Regions from separate parts of the Sus scrofa genome. Here regions 1, 3, 4 and 5 are each linked to region 2. The links are chromatin contacts, called in public HiChIP or PLAC-seq maps. All regions are on one chromosome and are shown on one strand. Each heading gives the region's core, a stretch centred on a gene start, on an enhancer-like site or on the middle of the called end of the contact. The rest is flanking DNA. Distances are from core to core; before and after follow the strand shown. Region 1 overlaps N4BP2L1 (NEDD4-binding protein 2-like 1). Region 2 overlaps LOC110255743 (a long non-coding RNA gene). Region 3 holds the start of BRCA2 (breast cancer type 2 susceptibility protein). Region 4 overlaps BRCA2 (breast cancer type 2 susceptibility protein). Region 5 overlaps N4BP2L2 (NEDD4-binding protein 2-like 2).

Region 1 (2,700 bases), core at 30-2,529, 470 kb after region 2:
CAAAGCAAAGCAAAACAAAAAAACAAATCTATCAAATACTCAGGTCTACTATGTGTCAGGCCTTCTTCTAGGGGCTGAATAAAGCTCCTGATCTCAGGGTGCTTGCATCACAACTCATGAAGCTTACTTTCTTATAAAATACATAGATAACAAACAAACAAGTATCTATGAGGTGGCACTAATGCAAGGAAGGGAAGTCAAAGTACAAGCAAAGGATGGAGAATTGCTACTCTCAGTGGCAGAGAAAGCCCCTCAGACCCTGTTCTTCATCATATCCTTAAAAGGAATACTGAAATATCCCAGTTATACAAGCTCACTTCAACAGGACTCCGTAGTAGCTGTGGAAAGTGGATGAAGCTGTGTTCATCCATGAACATCCCTGGTAAGAGAAGACCACTTTGTGCACAATGAAATTCCGAGTCTCAGGATCAAATGCATGATTCTCTGATCTTAACGTTCTCACCTAAAACATAAAAACAATTAGCACCTCCACTGAAAGAGGATTTTATAGTTTGCCTTTTGCTGTGTGATCACATCTCTGAATTTAAGAGAGCTGCAGGTCAAAATAAAAAACCATCTCAGGAGTTCCCATCGTGGTGCGGCAGAAACAAATCTGACTAGGCACCATGAGGTTGTGGGTTTGATCCTGGCCTCACGCAGCAGGTTGAGGATCCGGCGTTGCCATGAGCTGTGGTTTAGGTCGCTGATGCGGCTTGGATCTGGTGTTGCTGTGGCTCTGGCACAGGCTGGCAGCTGTAGCTTTGGTTAGACCTCTAACCTGGGAACCTCCATGTGTTGTGGGTGTGGCCCTAAAAAGCAAATAGCAAAAAAAAAAAAAAAAAAATTTCATTCTTAAAAAACAAAAACCAAACAAACAAACACTCCATGTCAGGATTATTGTAAAAATCCTAAGTAAGCACATATAAAGTGCCTGCACACAGTGGACACTCAGTAATGCGGGCTTTCTTTTCTGTCTCCATACTTCCCTCCCCTTTCCCAGGGTCTTACCTTGATCAAAACAGACAGCCTTCTGCTCAAGCCATGCCTGCAACGCGACTGAGAGTCTTATGAAGGAACAATCAGACATGAGACTAATTTTTCTCTATCATGCTATTTCCTCAATCTTACAAAGCCTAGCTATCTTTAGATAACTTGGAATGATAATAAGTAACCTCTAATTGGGTTACTCTAGAGTCTGAACAGGGCTAGAACACTACCATTGAAAAGAATTCACTGAAACGCCAAAAAGGAACTAAGGCAGCTGGGTCACGTTACAAACGCCCTGTCGTGTGAGCAGATGAGGACGAGACTTTAGACACCCCTGGGAGCTCAGTGTTGACTACACTGTCTCCCTTCGCACACCATAGTCAGGATAAACATGAATGCTTATTTAAAAATCTAAATCTCATCTCTTCCCATGGCCTTAAATGGTTCCACATTAATAAAGAAAAATTAATCCTTGATAATTATCAGAAGAAACATTATCAACATTGACAAATAATAACATGTGGCTTCCTTACACTGACAGTGGAGATTCAGGTAAACTAAGTGCTCATAATGGGGCCTTTACGTGTGTTTTTCATTACCCACCAGATGGACACCAACCTCCTTATGCTTTCACCAGCTCACCCCCAGTCTTTGGCGCAGTTATTCTCCTTTTGGTGCAGAAGAAAAAGCTCTGACTAGAACTAAGGAGAATTTGTCCCTATGAGACTTGACCAAGATGTATGACTTCTTAGAACTTAATGTCTTGGGCTTGGGCTAGAAGAAGTCTCAGGGAACTTCCTGTGTATCTCCTGAGATTTTCTTATGAAAACATTCTTGCTCTTTCATTTCCTCCTCTATTTCTACTGCTTCTCTAATCATAACCACACCCATGACATAACACTGCCCCTGAAAATTCAGCAGGGCCTTCTTCCACTATTCCCACAGCTCCAGGAGCACGGGGATGCTGATTCTCTTGTGCTACTTTTCTAGGAAGTGACTGCAACATACACTGCACCGTGTCTTCTTACACTGTGAACATAACGTGGCATGTCGAGTCCTCATTTATCTCAACCTCCAGAGACAGGCACTGCAAGGACTCTGAGAGATGGGGAAAGGAGGTTCAGGACCTACCTGAGGAAAATCACTAAAAATATAAAAAGTTAGTAGCTTCTCCAAGTAGACCTAAGTGACTAAGAATCTGAGACATCACCTGCCTGATACTCTAATTTCATATACACAAACTTGGAATGCTGCAAACTTTCTATATTGACCTTGCTTTTATTTCTGAGAACCCTGGCCTCATAATTTAAAACACCATGGTCCAGGCCTGCTGGCTCACAGCACGGTGGAACGAGTATGCTCTGAGATCCAATTACTCATACTTAGCTAACCTAACTGATCCCCTCTTCTCGCTGCTTCCCGTATTTCATTCTGCTTGGTTGTAAAGTATACCTTTGTCCCCATTGCTGTCCTATCACTGCATCACATCAGGAAAGCATCTTTCACATCCTTGGAAAACTCTAGGGCCAAGAAATGAAAAGGTATTCCTCTTGATGGAAACTTCCACATCATCCAGAGACATAAATGAGGAAAAAGACAGCTGTCACTGAGCATCCTTTGAGCCTAATAAATCCTTGTTACAGACCTTTGTTGATGGTGCCAAAATGAACTAGCACATTGCAAAGGATGCCATGTGCCCTAGAGCATCGTCCC
Region 2 (2,700 bases), core at 41-2,540:
AGTCCGTTCCTACCACAGGGCTTTTGCAAATGCTGTTTCTGGTCGAGAAGCTCCACCTCCCACCTGTGGCTCCTTCTTACCTTTCACATCTCAGCCTGATTCCCGTCCTCAGAGACACTTCCCCACCTCAAATAGTCACCCGGTAGCACGTCACTCGGCTTTAAGGCTCCCCTGTCTTTGCTCCTGTCTGATGTTATCTTGCTTATCTATTTATTAATTATCTGTTTATTAATTTTTACTTTTTAGTCTGTGTGTGGACATACACCCCTATACTGTACGCTCTGAGAGCAGGGGCCTTGGAGGTCTTATTTGCTGTCACAACCTTGGCGCTTGGAGCAGTGTGCTTAGAAGATGCTCAAAACTTGCATTCCGAACAAATAATGAACCCATTCAAGCAACCGCGAAATCTGTTAAAGGGGGAAATGGATGTTTTAAGTCAAGGTCAAGTCTTGGCTGATCGAGCTCAATTCCTAAGGACTAATCAAAAACATAAAATCAAACTTCCTGTTAGTTAGCCAATTCAGTTCTTTTCTCTGCATTTGTGAGCCAGGCTGCCATCAAGAAAAAGCATGACGGCCCTGTAAGTCTAATAGGTTTCTGATTAAATGCATGGAAGAAGAGAATGTGACTGGGACACAGGATTCCCATGACCTATCGTGTCTGGATTCTCATTCTTTTTGATGAGCTTGTGGCCATAAACGTCAAGTCGTTTGGCAGGAAGGGAAAGTCTGGAGTAGTAAGAGCTACTCAAGTGGACGCCCCACGGCTCTCTCCAGTCTTCCTTTTTTTCTGCTCCAAGATGCAATAAAAAGTGCAGCAGACGTGAGCCTAGGAGGGTCTCTGTCGGAACTGACCGTATTGCAGGGCCTCACCTGTGGGGCCAAAGCACCTGTGTGAACCGAAGTCCGTCTCTCCGCTAGGCCACGCCCTTCCCTCAGGGGAGCTCTGTGGCCAAGCCCATTGACCCACTTAGAGATCCAGGGATAAGGAACTTTCTGTTTATTTGCAATTGGGCGCTATTTATGGCATTCTAATCACATGGCACTGGGAAGACTGTAATTACAGAGATTTGTATGAGGAGAGTATAGAACACTCCCTGTTGGACTTATCTTTGGGGATTTAGTACTGAAAGCATTGCAAATAGTTTTATTTAGTATTGAAAATTGTTGCCTATGGCCTCTCGCCAGTTCCCCATTCCTCCTTTCTCATTTCACAATTGTAGAATGCTGCTGGTGTAGTTTTCCTCTGTTTTGAGCCCCACCCTTCCTGTTGCTAAGCAGATGAACTGGATTGCATAAATTGTCAATTACTCAGCTGTGACAGTGAAAAAGACCGGCGGGCAATAGCCAGAAATGGGGACAGCTCCTTCTCGCCTGTGGATGGATTTAGGATTAGATGATAAAGAGTCAAAAGGCAATAGGTGACATTATCATAAGGAAAAGTTGGATTTATAGTTACCAACTGGGACAATTGGGGAAGAGGACAAAATACCTCCTTCCTCTTGTGCTAATTTTCTTTACATATGTATTCAGAAAGACCTGAGCAAGCTCCTCTCCTTTCAGACTATTTCTGGAAGTGAGTTCAGTATTTTCCCCCACTGTAAAAGTAACTTCCTGTCATGACCAAAAGAAAAAAAGCAGAAAAGATGTGGAAGGAAAAACATGAAACATTAATTTTATGTCTTTAAACAAACCCTATTAGCATTTGTGCTTATTTCCTGCAGAGATTTGTATTCATTATATTGGGTTGATTAAATTTGTGTGTTTATTTCTTCATTTATGCCCAGTTATAATTTACATACTTTTATCCTTAGTTTTAGAATATTTATTGAGTAGCAGGTATGAATTTATTTTAGTATTTCAGGTTAGGTTGACTCCCAAATCTGAAGTCACTTCTAAATCTATATGTATTAAAGGAGCATATTTGCATTTCTGACCCCCATTTAAAAAGAGCTGACGTTGCTTCTGGTGATTAAGCTTTCCTCATCTTATTTATTCAACTTCTTTTCAATAAAGCAGGTTTAGTCCTGCAGGTGTCCATCAGACATTCAGCTCTCATCAGGTCACCTATGGCATCCTCTGCAAATTTTCCACAGACCAAGCATTGAATAGGATTATAAAGATTTCCTTTTGGAGCCCTAATGTTTCCTGACTCCACTCACCTGTAAGAGTCTAATACGCACAATGCTACCTCTGGCTCCCCAGAGGGCGGTAAACAGTGTGTGTGGGCATAAATAGCACACCGTCAGGTTGTAAGATCTGGGTATTTGGTTTTCTTTGACGAGCCATTCCCCTCCAGACACATTAGTGGCTTCCCAAAGAGCTCCTTTGCAAATAGCTCTAGAAAAGGCAAATGAGGAACTCAGAAAGGCGTGTTGCCAATAGGACAGCAGAGGGCGCTAGAGTAATGTTGTAATGTGCCTCTGCTTTTCCCTTTGCTCGGCCGTCAGAAAAAGAAAGCTTTTAAAATAATGCACTACCTTGTCTTTGAACACATCGGCTGGAATTTACACAACACAGCTTTATGATGTGAGCCAAACATCTGTTGTTATCATTCTCATCAGCTTTTTCCCAGAAGCAGATCTTTTCTTCTCATGCTGAATTTAAGGAAAGCGTCTTTAACAGTCTCTTCTTAGACAATTGTTTTTAAGGAAAGCACATTCTTATTCTTCCAAGATTGTGAATTTCTCCTCTCCCAAGC
Region 3 (2,700 bases), core at 26-2,525, 400 kb after region 2:
GTATGACATACCAACAGTTCTCATTAAAACACTCCAATGAGGACCCTTGCCTCGCCCCCCCCCCCCAAAACAGGGTGTGAGGAGGGAAGCAAATTGTTCTGACCTTGAGGGTAAATACAGATTTAATAGGATAGTTAAGTACCTGAAGTCACACACACACTTGAACTGAAACCCAGTCTTTGTTGACCAGGCAACTTAAACTAAGATGATTCGATTTCCCCATCTGAAAATACCCAGTGATTTATAAATTATTATAAGACTAAGCATGATATTTCTTATAAGGCACAAAGCAGAACAACTCACAGATGTTCACTATGTGGTAGCTGTTATTGGGTAAAGATCAAGCGCCTGTGTTTCTTTGCTATTTAGACCTGGATGATCATAGCTGTGGTACCTATCTGTATTGGTAAGACTTCCTACTACAGCTAAGGATTATCAAACTAAAATGACACCCAAGGAACCAAGCAGAGGCCACCCTTTTTCTAATCCAAGGTTGCTTCCATTGTGCACTGTTAAGAGCCTTCAGGAAGCAGCAAGGCCCATGAGCCGCTCTCACCTCCAGAATCCAGCCGAAGGTTTTCTAGGTAATACTATAAACCTGAATTAAGCCTGGTGCTAAGCATATCTTGCAGGCGGTTGGAGGGAAGTCGGGCACAAAACAGTGCTTGGTACCCTAGGAATGTCAAGGGATATTACGGAAGCCCCCACAGGGAAGTACTTAATGCAGGAGACTTGAGGCGGGTTTTACAATTTTTTAAGCAGGGAAGCGGGTTCAGAGGTTTTGAAAACCAGCTGCCTGTGGACTAGAACTAATGTCCTCTGGCTTTAAACTGCAGCCCCTTCTACCCTAGAGGAGCAGGCAGCCGGGAAAAGGAGTCATCCACAGCCACGGACCACTGTGGGGTTTTCGAACATCTGCCTCTTTGGGGGACGCCCACTCTTAGAACAAAGACTTTTCAAAGACCCCAGGCCCTGTCCGAGGGGGCACCCAAACGTAGATGTAGCGGAGAGAAGGGGAAGAAGTCGGGGAGTATACACGGGACGCGCGGTCCCTCCCAGCAGCGCGGCCTGCTACTCTGAAGGCTCAGAAGAGTAACGCTGGGTACAGACTCTCAGGTAGTTAAACAATGATTGGCTTTGGCCATAAAAGGCAGCGGCTGCGGCGGCCCGGCCCGAGCCTGACTTCCGGGTGGCGCGCACGTTGCGTGCCGCGTCATGGCGTCATCGCGTCACGTGTCCCGAGAGCCGGCTTTTGGCGCGAGCGTCTGAAACCCGGTGGGCGGAGGCGGGGCTGCTGGGGCTCTGCGACCTGGGTGCTGTTTGGGGCTGTGGGTGGCGGCGGAAAGGAGTCTGGGGTCAGATTCCTCATCGAAGTGCCGGCGCGGGTTTTGTCAGCCTACTCTGGCCAAAGAGAGCTGCACCTCTGAAGGCGGTTAGTGTTGGCAGGAGTGGAGACCGGCCAGGCTTCCGCGGTCTCAGGCGGCGGGGAGCGCGTCTCGTGCCCGGGTGGGAGCCGCGGCCTCCGGCCCGGGATGGACCCCGCCAGCCCCTCGCAGGCCGGAGAGGGACCTGCTCTCAGGGCCGGAGGTTCGAGCCCCGCCCCTTCCCGGGAACTCCATTGCCCAGCTGGGGGGGGGCCTCTAGTCCCAGAAGTCCCAATCCGAAATTTCCTTAATTGGAAATAGGATAAAGTTATTTTAGCGGAATCTTGCTCTTTTGGAAAGTGTTTTAAAACCTATGGCACACTGTATCTTAGTCCCCAGGTAATTGCTGTGTTACGAAGATTTACTGATTGGGCATTGCGAAATGGTGTTTATCTCATAGCCCCTGCTAACTGCGCCGCCACTAGCCACACGTGACTAGTTAACTTAAGAGAGATAATACTATTGAAAATTCTGATTTTAAGTCATACTTGACACATTTCAAATGCTTAATGTGGCTAGTGGCTGCCGTATTAGACGGCACAGATATAGAATCTTCCTTCATTGCGTTGAATCTTGTCCCAAAAGTGGGACCAAGTAAATAGACAATGTAATTTTAGGCAAGTTTACCCGCTTCCGATTTTACCTCAGAGTCACTTAACAAGGACTCTATCCTGTGAAGTATATTTTGGTGTTCTCTTTTGCAGACTCATTTACCAAACGTCGGAGGCATATTGTAGATAAAAATGCCGATTGGATGCAAAGAGAGACCAACTTTTTTTGAAATTTTTAAGACGCGATGCAACGAAGCAGGTATTGACAAATTTTATATAAATTGATCAATTACACTAAGAAAAATGTTTTCAGAAAAACATTTAACTGTGCTGCTTGCTGAAAAGAATCCAATACTTCACATTTTTGTTTACACCATAAACTGTGCTTTATATAGAGTCAAATCAGTTAGGAAAATAATCATTTACATTTAACCACATGGTTAAGTGTAGAACCTGTAGTGGACAAAGAGGAGACTGGCCCTTTGATTGGCAGTAGAATTGTTTTTTTTCAGCAGAAAACTTTTAGCCACATCAGACGCATTGGTAACATAGAGCAGAATACTGAGACCAAACTTATTGGTCTCAGTATTCCTTCCACTCTAAAAATGATGGAGGACCAAGAGCTTTTGTTTATTATAGGTGAACATATTAGAAATTTAAAAGAACTTTTAAAAAGTTATAACTTAATAATAAGTAAATAAACCCATTGTATATTGATGTGAATA
Region 4 (2,700 bases), core at 117-2,616, 450 kb after region 2:
ATGTCATTTGTATATCCTCTTATACAAAATGATTTCTTTCTGAAATAAGAATAATAATATGAATGTCTCTTGAAATCACAGCCATTACGGGAGTAGTGAGAGTGTGGGATATTTGCATGTTTAAATATTTTTTAATGAAAAACTAATTTGATTTTGTCTTATATATCAGTACGTAATTATATAGGCTACTTTAAAATTTTTTTATTAGATGTCTTCTCCCAGTACTGAGATGAATTATCAAAGTCCATTATCACTTTATAAGCCAAAAGGGAAGTCTGTCTCCACACCTGTATCAGCCCAAATGACTTCAAAGTCTTGTTGCAAGGGGGAGAAAGAGATTGAAGACCCAAAAAACTGCAAAAAGAGAAGAGCCTTGGATTTCTTGAGTAGACTGCCTGTACCTCCACCTGTTAGTCCCATTTGTACATTTGTTTCTCCAGCTGCACAGAAGGCATTTCAGCCACCACGGAGTTGTGGCACCAAACATGAAATACCTATAAAGAAAAAACAATTGAATTCTCCTCAGATGACTCCACTTAAAAAATTTAATGACATTTCTCTTTTGGAAGGTGATTCAATAGCTGATGAAGAACTTGCACTAATAAATACCCAAGCTCTTTTGTCTGGTTCAGCAGGAGAAAATCAACTTACATCTATCAGTGAATCCACTAGGACTGTTTCCACTAGTCCAAAAGATTATCCCAGACTGAAAAGGCATCATACTACATCTGTGATCAAAGAACAAGAGAATTCCCCAGCCAGGACTGAAGAACACAAGACTAATACGCAGGACACAAATACAATAAAAAATATATCCAAGAGACTGCAAAGGCAACAAAAACCAAAATGATGATAAATTAGTTATTGACTCAGCCTCTCCAGTTTGTAAAACATACAATTTCCAACTGTACATCAGAATTTACATAATGAGAAAAGAAAGGAAATAGTTCAAAATTCACCTAAAAGCTTGTATATCACAGCAATGATCTCTCCCTGCCTCTACACTCATAATAGTCTTATTTCAATTATGTATCTTAAAACTGTGACTGTATATTTACTAACTCATCAAGAAAAAAATCTCCTTTCCATCTTTAGACAGGATTTGATCATTATAAGTATTATTTTACAAATGAAATAAACATACCTGTTTCTTTTAGAGGTGTGTCCCTATAGTTAAAAGAAACTGGGTTTCTAAGTACTGTTGACTCACGTAATTCCTTTTAGTTTAGTTCCTATTTCAGGTTGTTTTCTTAAGAGGCAACCCACTATGAACCAGTTTTCCTTAATGAATGTGTTGGTTCTGTAGTTTTATCCTGATCAAAAAAGTCAGGATGAGTAAGATACTACAATGGTGTTTTCTTTTGACCAATTCTTCATCCTTAGGTCAGCATGACGATGAGAAAAACAGACCCCTCGCTGTACTTCCTTTTTATGATTCCAATGTGGTTTGTGAAATTAAGTAATTTATTAAAAGTTCAAATATTTTAAATCAGAAGCAGATTTCATAGTGTTTTGTTTTTTAACAAAATGATCATCTGGACTGTAACTTAAGAGAAAATATTTCTTTCAACTTGGCAGTAATTCTACTTGCTTTATTTTTATCCCTATCACAGGATTCAGCAAGTAGTCCTTTTTAAAAATAGTTTTCTCCAACCACCAAAGCAGAAGATAACTGTTCAATTTAAGATCATATTATCATTTGTTACTTTAATAGAGAAAAGAGAGAAAGCAGTTCTAAGAGCTAATAGTATGGAGAAGCTCTTAAATGAGGCCTTTTAATATGCCTTAAATTTATATACAATATCATGCTTTCACATCTCATTATAAACACAATTTGTTTCTTTCCCTAACAGTGACCCATGGTTTTTCTGGCTTCTATAATTAATGTAATAGTCTATTCTGCTATTCTTTCTAACTTAAGTGTTCTGCCAGTCTTATTAATGTGATTTATGTTTTGTTTATAAAGAAATTTGGGAGTTCCTCTGCGGCTTAGTGGTTAATGAACCCGACTAGGATCCATGTGGATGTGGTGCAGTTTCAATCCTTGGCCTTGATCAGTGAGTTAAGGATCCGGCATTGCCGTGAGCTGTGGTGTAGGTCACAGACGTGGCTTGGATCCCGCGTTGCTGGGCCTGTGACGTTGGCCACCAACTGTAGCTCCAATTCGACCCCTAGCCTGGGAACTTCCGTATGCTCAGGTGGAGGCCCTAGCAGCCAAAAAAAAAAAAAAGCAATTTGCTCTTCATATCCAAATCATTTTCTCAGTGATCTACTCTAAAACAGGGAATAAAACTTGCATCTAAAGTAAACAAAAAAAAATTATAAAAATTTAACCTTTAACCTTTGCTTTGATTCTTAGAAAAACGTAAGCTATAACCTCCTTCATTTTTCATTATCATTTAGATTACCCATAATGGAGACATCTAATGCACACATTCCTTTAAAAACTGTAAATAATACAGCCAAGCTATATGAGCAAAAAGTGAAGCTTGATTATATGTAGATATTATCCCCTAAAACTGACAATGTAATGATTACAAAGTCAACAATGTACACTGCATGATAAGAGGTAAATAGTGAAAGCAATTTGTGTTACTTACTCAACAATTACTGGAGAGCCTGTTGTGTACATAAAACCACACCAGCTCTTCAAGTGATGCAGATGTTAATATACGAACCAAGTCAATGTTGAGTGTTCAA
Region 5 (2,700 bases), core at 58-2,557, 500 kb after region 2:
TTAAGAACCCAACTGCAGTGGCTTGGGTTGCTGTGGAGGCATGGGTTGGATCCCTAGCCTGGCACAGTAAGTTGAAGGATCCAGTGTTGCTGTGGCTGAGATATAGGTCACAGCTGTGGTTCAGATTCAGTTCCTGGCCTGGGAACTTACATATGCTGGGGTGCAGCCATAAAAAAAAACTACCCCAGCCTCTGGCTTGGTGTATTCTATCCCATGCTGCTGGACAATTTTCAACAGGCAGGAGCCCTGATACTTCATTCTTTGTCACTTAATTGCTGCTTCCCTTGTTTACATATTCTTGATGTTGGTTTAGAAAGAACATTAAGGTTGTAAATCAATAATACTTCAATTACAAAATAAATTTAGGTGATCCCACCGTAGCACAGTATGTTAAGGCTCTAGCCTTGTCTCTGCAGCAGCACGGGTTCAATCCCCAGCCAGGTACAGTGGGCTAAGGATCCAGCATTGCCACAGTTGTGGTGTAAGTCGAAGCTGTGGCTTGGATTCGATCCCTGGCCCAGGGAAATTTCATATGCCGCAGATGCGGCCAAAAAAGAAAAAAAAAAAAGATAATTTAAAATGTTTCTTAAAAGAAAAAAGAAAGAACATTAATGAACAGTAAATTACTGAGAAGCAGTTAAGATGGGGCTTCTATAAGAAGAATATTGACGAGAGAACACCAACTTTGATAGTGACTCTCCCTCATGGGTAGGTCTATCTGATTCCAATGAAAGGTCTAGTTGAAATCTAAGAGCAGTCACAGTTATGAAATGCACACTACAGACTAGTCCGACTGACAGACTAGTCTGTTCTCATTCTGAAAACAAACTCCACTGTCTTCACCCAAACGTGAACCACCCTGTTGCAGGGAAAGGAGGAAAAGAAAGGGTTTTTTGTTGCTTTATTTATCGGATTAAATGGTAAAATACTAAGGATTAAAGACTCACTCCAAGCATGGTGACTCTATGGAGTTGAATGCACTTCATGTCTAGCCACTGTCCCTTTAAACAGCTCCCTACTGCACAAGGAAGGAGAGCTCCAATCTATGGAAATGGGGCTCCTAGATATGGTTCATCATAAACGTGTTTCTAGCTCCTTATGCCGCAGGAATTTTAAGGTTCACAATGCTACTTTGAAAACTGGCTTAGGCAAAAAAAACTACATAATGCACACCTACTATGTATTAAGGTTGTTTAACTGCTTTAAAGGTACTAACTTACCTAATCTTCACAATAACCATATGTGGTGAGGCAAATGCTAGTTTTATCCCCATCTCAAAAAATGCAACTGAAACATTTCCCTAGCTACAGCCACCACAGAAAACAGTGTGGCGGTTCCTCAAAAAATTAAAAACAGAACTACCGTATGATTCAGCAATTCTACTTCTGGGAATGTGTCCAAAAGAAATAAAAATATTAACTCAAAAAGATACTTGAAATCAACCACACTTTAATTAAAAAAAATACATATATATATATAGTAATACACACACAAAGATATTTGTACCCAATGTTCATAGAAGCAGTATTTGCAATAGCCAAAGTGTGGAAACAAGTGCCCATCAATGGACAAGTGGATAAAGAAGTTGCGGTATATATTTACAGTGGAATGCTCTTCGGCTGTAAAAAGTGAGGAAATCTGCCATTTGTAACAAAAAGGATGAACCTTCAAGGCATTATCCTAAGTGAATTCGATCAAACAGAAAAAGACAAATACTATATAATCTCACTTACATGTGGAATGTAAAACAAAACAAAAAACTCATAGAAAAAGAGATTACATTTGTGCTTACCAGAGGTGGTAGATGAAGGTAGGGGGAATTTGAGGAATGTAGTCAAAAGGTACAAACTTGCAGTTATTAGATAAGTAAGTGCTAGGGATTTAATATATAACATGATTACTAAAATTAACATGATATACAGGAAACTTGTTAAGAGAGTATATCCTAGGAGTTCTCACCACAGGAAGAGAACTTTATTTTTATTGTATCTATATGAGTTGATGGATGTTAACCTATTGTGCTAATCATTTCACAATGTATGAAATCAAACCATCATGTTATACACCTTAAACTTTTTTTTTTTTTTTTCCTGCAGCACTGTGGCATGTGGAGGTTCCCAGGCTAGGGGTCAAATCAGAGCTGCAGCTGCCAGCCTACACCACAGCCAGAGCAACACAGGATTTGAGCCACATCTTCGAACTACACTGCAGCTTACAGCAACGACAGATCCTTAACCTACTGAGTGAGGCCAGGGACTCAGCCCATATCCTCACAGAAACCATGTCGGGTCCTTACCCTGCTGAGCCACAACAGGAACTCCTTACACCTTAAACTTACACAGTGATCTATATCAATTATTTCTCAATAAAACTGGGGGCGGAGGGGATAAAAAAGAAGTTGCCTAGTATCACATGGCAACTGGCAGAATTCAGACCAAGGCTCACTGGCTCAAGAGTCTATATTCTAACTACTATACAAATTGCCTTTCAACTTAAAAAAGAGAATTTTACAAAAACACTTCTCTCTCCTCCTCCTCTCCAAATTCTCACATGTGCATAAACACAGAGATTCCCAGCTGGCAAGAGTTAAGTCCTTTTCATGGAAGCAGTTCTTGGGCCCTAACTCCTACTATCACTAACCTATTAGTATCTTGAGACTTTTCTCTTGTTTTTTTTTTTTTTTTTCTCTCTCTGGATCAA

Evidence for each region. HiChIP or PLAC-seq counts read pairs in DNA pulled down with a chosen protein or histone mark.
Region 1: a contact with region 2 is called in an H3K27ac HiChIP or PLAC-seq map of alveolar macrophages. The contact joins two enhancer-like sites. A contact is called at or near these places in 1 of 47 Hi-C or Micro-C datasets (embryonic fibroblasts) and 1 of 2 datasets of contacts at active chromatin or transcription factors (alveolar macrophages).
Region 3: an H3K27ac HiChIP or PLAC-seq map of alveolar macrophages shows a contact between it and region 2. The contact joins the promoter of BRCA2 here to the enhancer-like site in region 2. A contact is called at or near these places in 3 of 5 promoter capture datasets (fetal skeletal muscle and liver), 5 of 47 Hi-C or Micro-C datasets (alveolar macrophages, embryonic fibroblasts, fibroblasts and 2 more) and 2 of 2 datasets of contacts at active chromatin or transcription factors (alveolar macrophages and skeletal muscle).
Region 4: an H3K27ac HiChIP or PLAC-seq map of alveolar macrophages shows a contact between it and region 2. The contact joins two enhancer-like sites. A contact is called at or near these places in 1 of 47 Hi-C or Micro-C datasets (embryonic fibroblasts) and 1 of 2 datasets of contacts at active chromatin or transcription factors (alveolar macrophages).
Region 5: a contact with region 2 is called in an H3K27ac HiChIP or PLAC-seq map of alveolar macrophages. The contact joins two enhancer-like sites. A contact is called at or near these places in 1 of 47 Hi-C or Micro-C datasets (embryonic fibroblasts) and 1 of 2 datasets of contacts at active chromatin or transcription factors (alveolar macrophages).

The regions. Positions count from the first base shown.
Region 1 is chr11:8,877,497-8,880,196 of Sscrofa11.1, forward strand. The region is part of intron 2 of N4BP2L1 (NEDD4-binding protein 2-like 1); the gene reads right to left. Among named protein-coding and RNA genes, the nearest start is that of N4BP2L1, 11 kb to the right of the region's middle. Within about 2 kb of position 1,280, at least 1 of the 83 cell types and tissues checked has an H3K27ac peak or open chromatin away from gene starts, as enhancers often do. A contact at or near this core is called in alveolar macrophages, where this site is marked.
Region 2 is chr11:8,404,046-8,406,745 of Sscrofa11.1, forward strand. All of the region lies in intron 1 of LOC110255743 (a long non-coding RNA gene), which reads left to right. Among named protein-coding and RNA genes, the nearest start is that of FRY, 110 kb to the right of the region's middle. Within about 2 kb of position 1,291, at least 32 of the 83 cell types and tissues checked have an H3K27ac peak or open chromatin away from gene starts, as enhancers often do. A contact at or near this core is called in alveolar macrophages, liver, retroperitoneal adipose tissue and 2 more, where this site is marked.
Region 3 is chr11:8,804,675-8,807,374 of Sscrofa11.1, forward strand. It overlaps BRCA2 (breast cancer type 2 susceptibility protein), which reads left to right and starts at 1,276. Exons shown (of 37, transcript XM_021065184.1): 1 at 1,276-1,432; 2 at 2,129-2,234. The coding sequence starts at 2,168. ZAR1L (ZAR1-like protein) reads right to left here and starts at 1,202. Exons shown (of 4, transcript XM_021065181.1): 1 at 1-1,202.
Region 4 is chr11:8,856,640-8,859,339 of Sscrofa11.1, forward strand. It overlaps BRCA2 (breast cancer type 2 susceptibility protein), which reads left to right. Exons shown (of 37, transcript XM_021065184.1): 37 at 209-1,489. The coding sequence ends at 850. Among named protein-coding and RNA genes, the nearest start is that of N4BP2L1, 32 kb to the right of the region's middle. Within about 2 kb of position 1,367, at least 1 of the 83 cell types and tissues checked has an H3K27ac peak or open chromatin away from gene starts, as enhancers often do. A contact at or near this core is called in alveolar macrophages, where this site is marked.
Region 5 is chr11:8,901,879-8,904,578 of Sscrofa11.1, forward strand. All of the region lies in intron 9 of N4BP2L2 (NEDD4-binding protein 2-like 2), which reads right to left. Among named protein-coding and RNA genes, the nearest start is that of N4BP2L1, 13 kb to the left of the region's middle. Within about 2 kb of position 1,308, at least 1 of the 83 cell types and tissues checked has an H3K27ac peak or open chromatin away from gene starts, as enhancers often do. A contact at or near this core is called in alveolar macrophages, where this site is marked.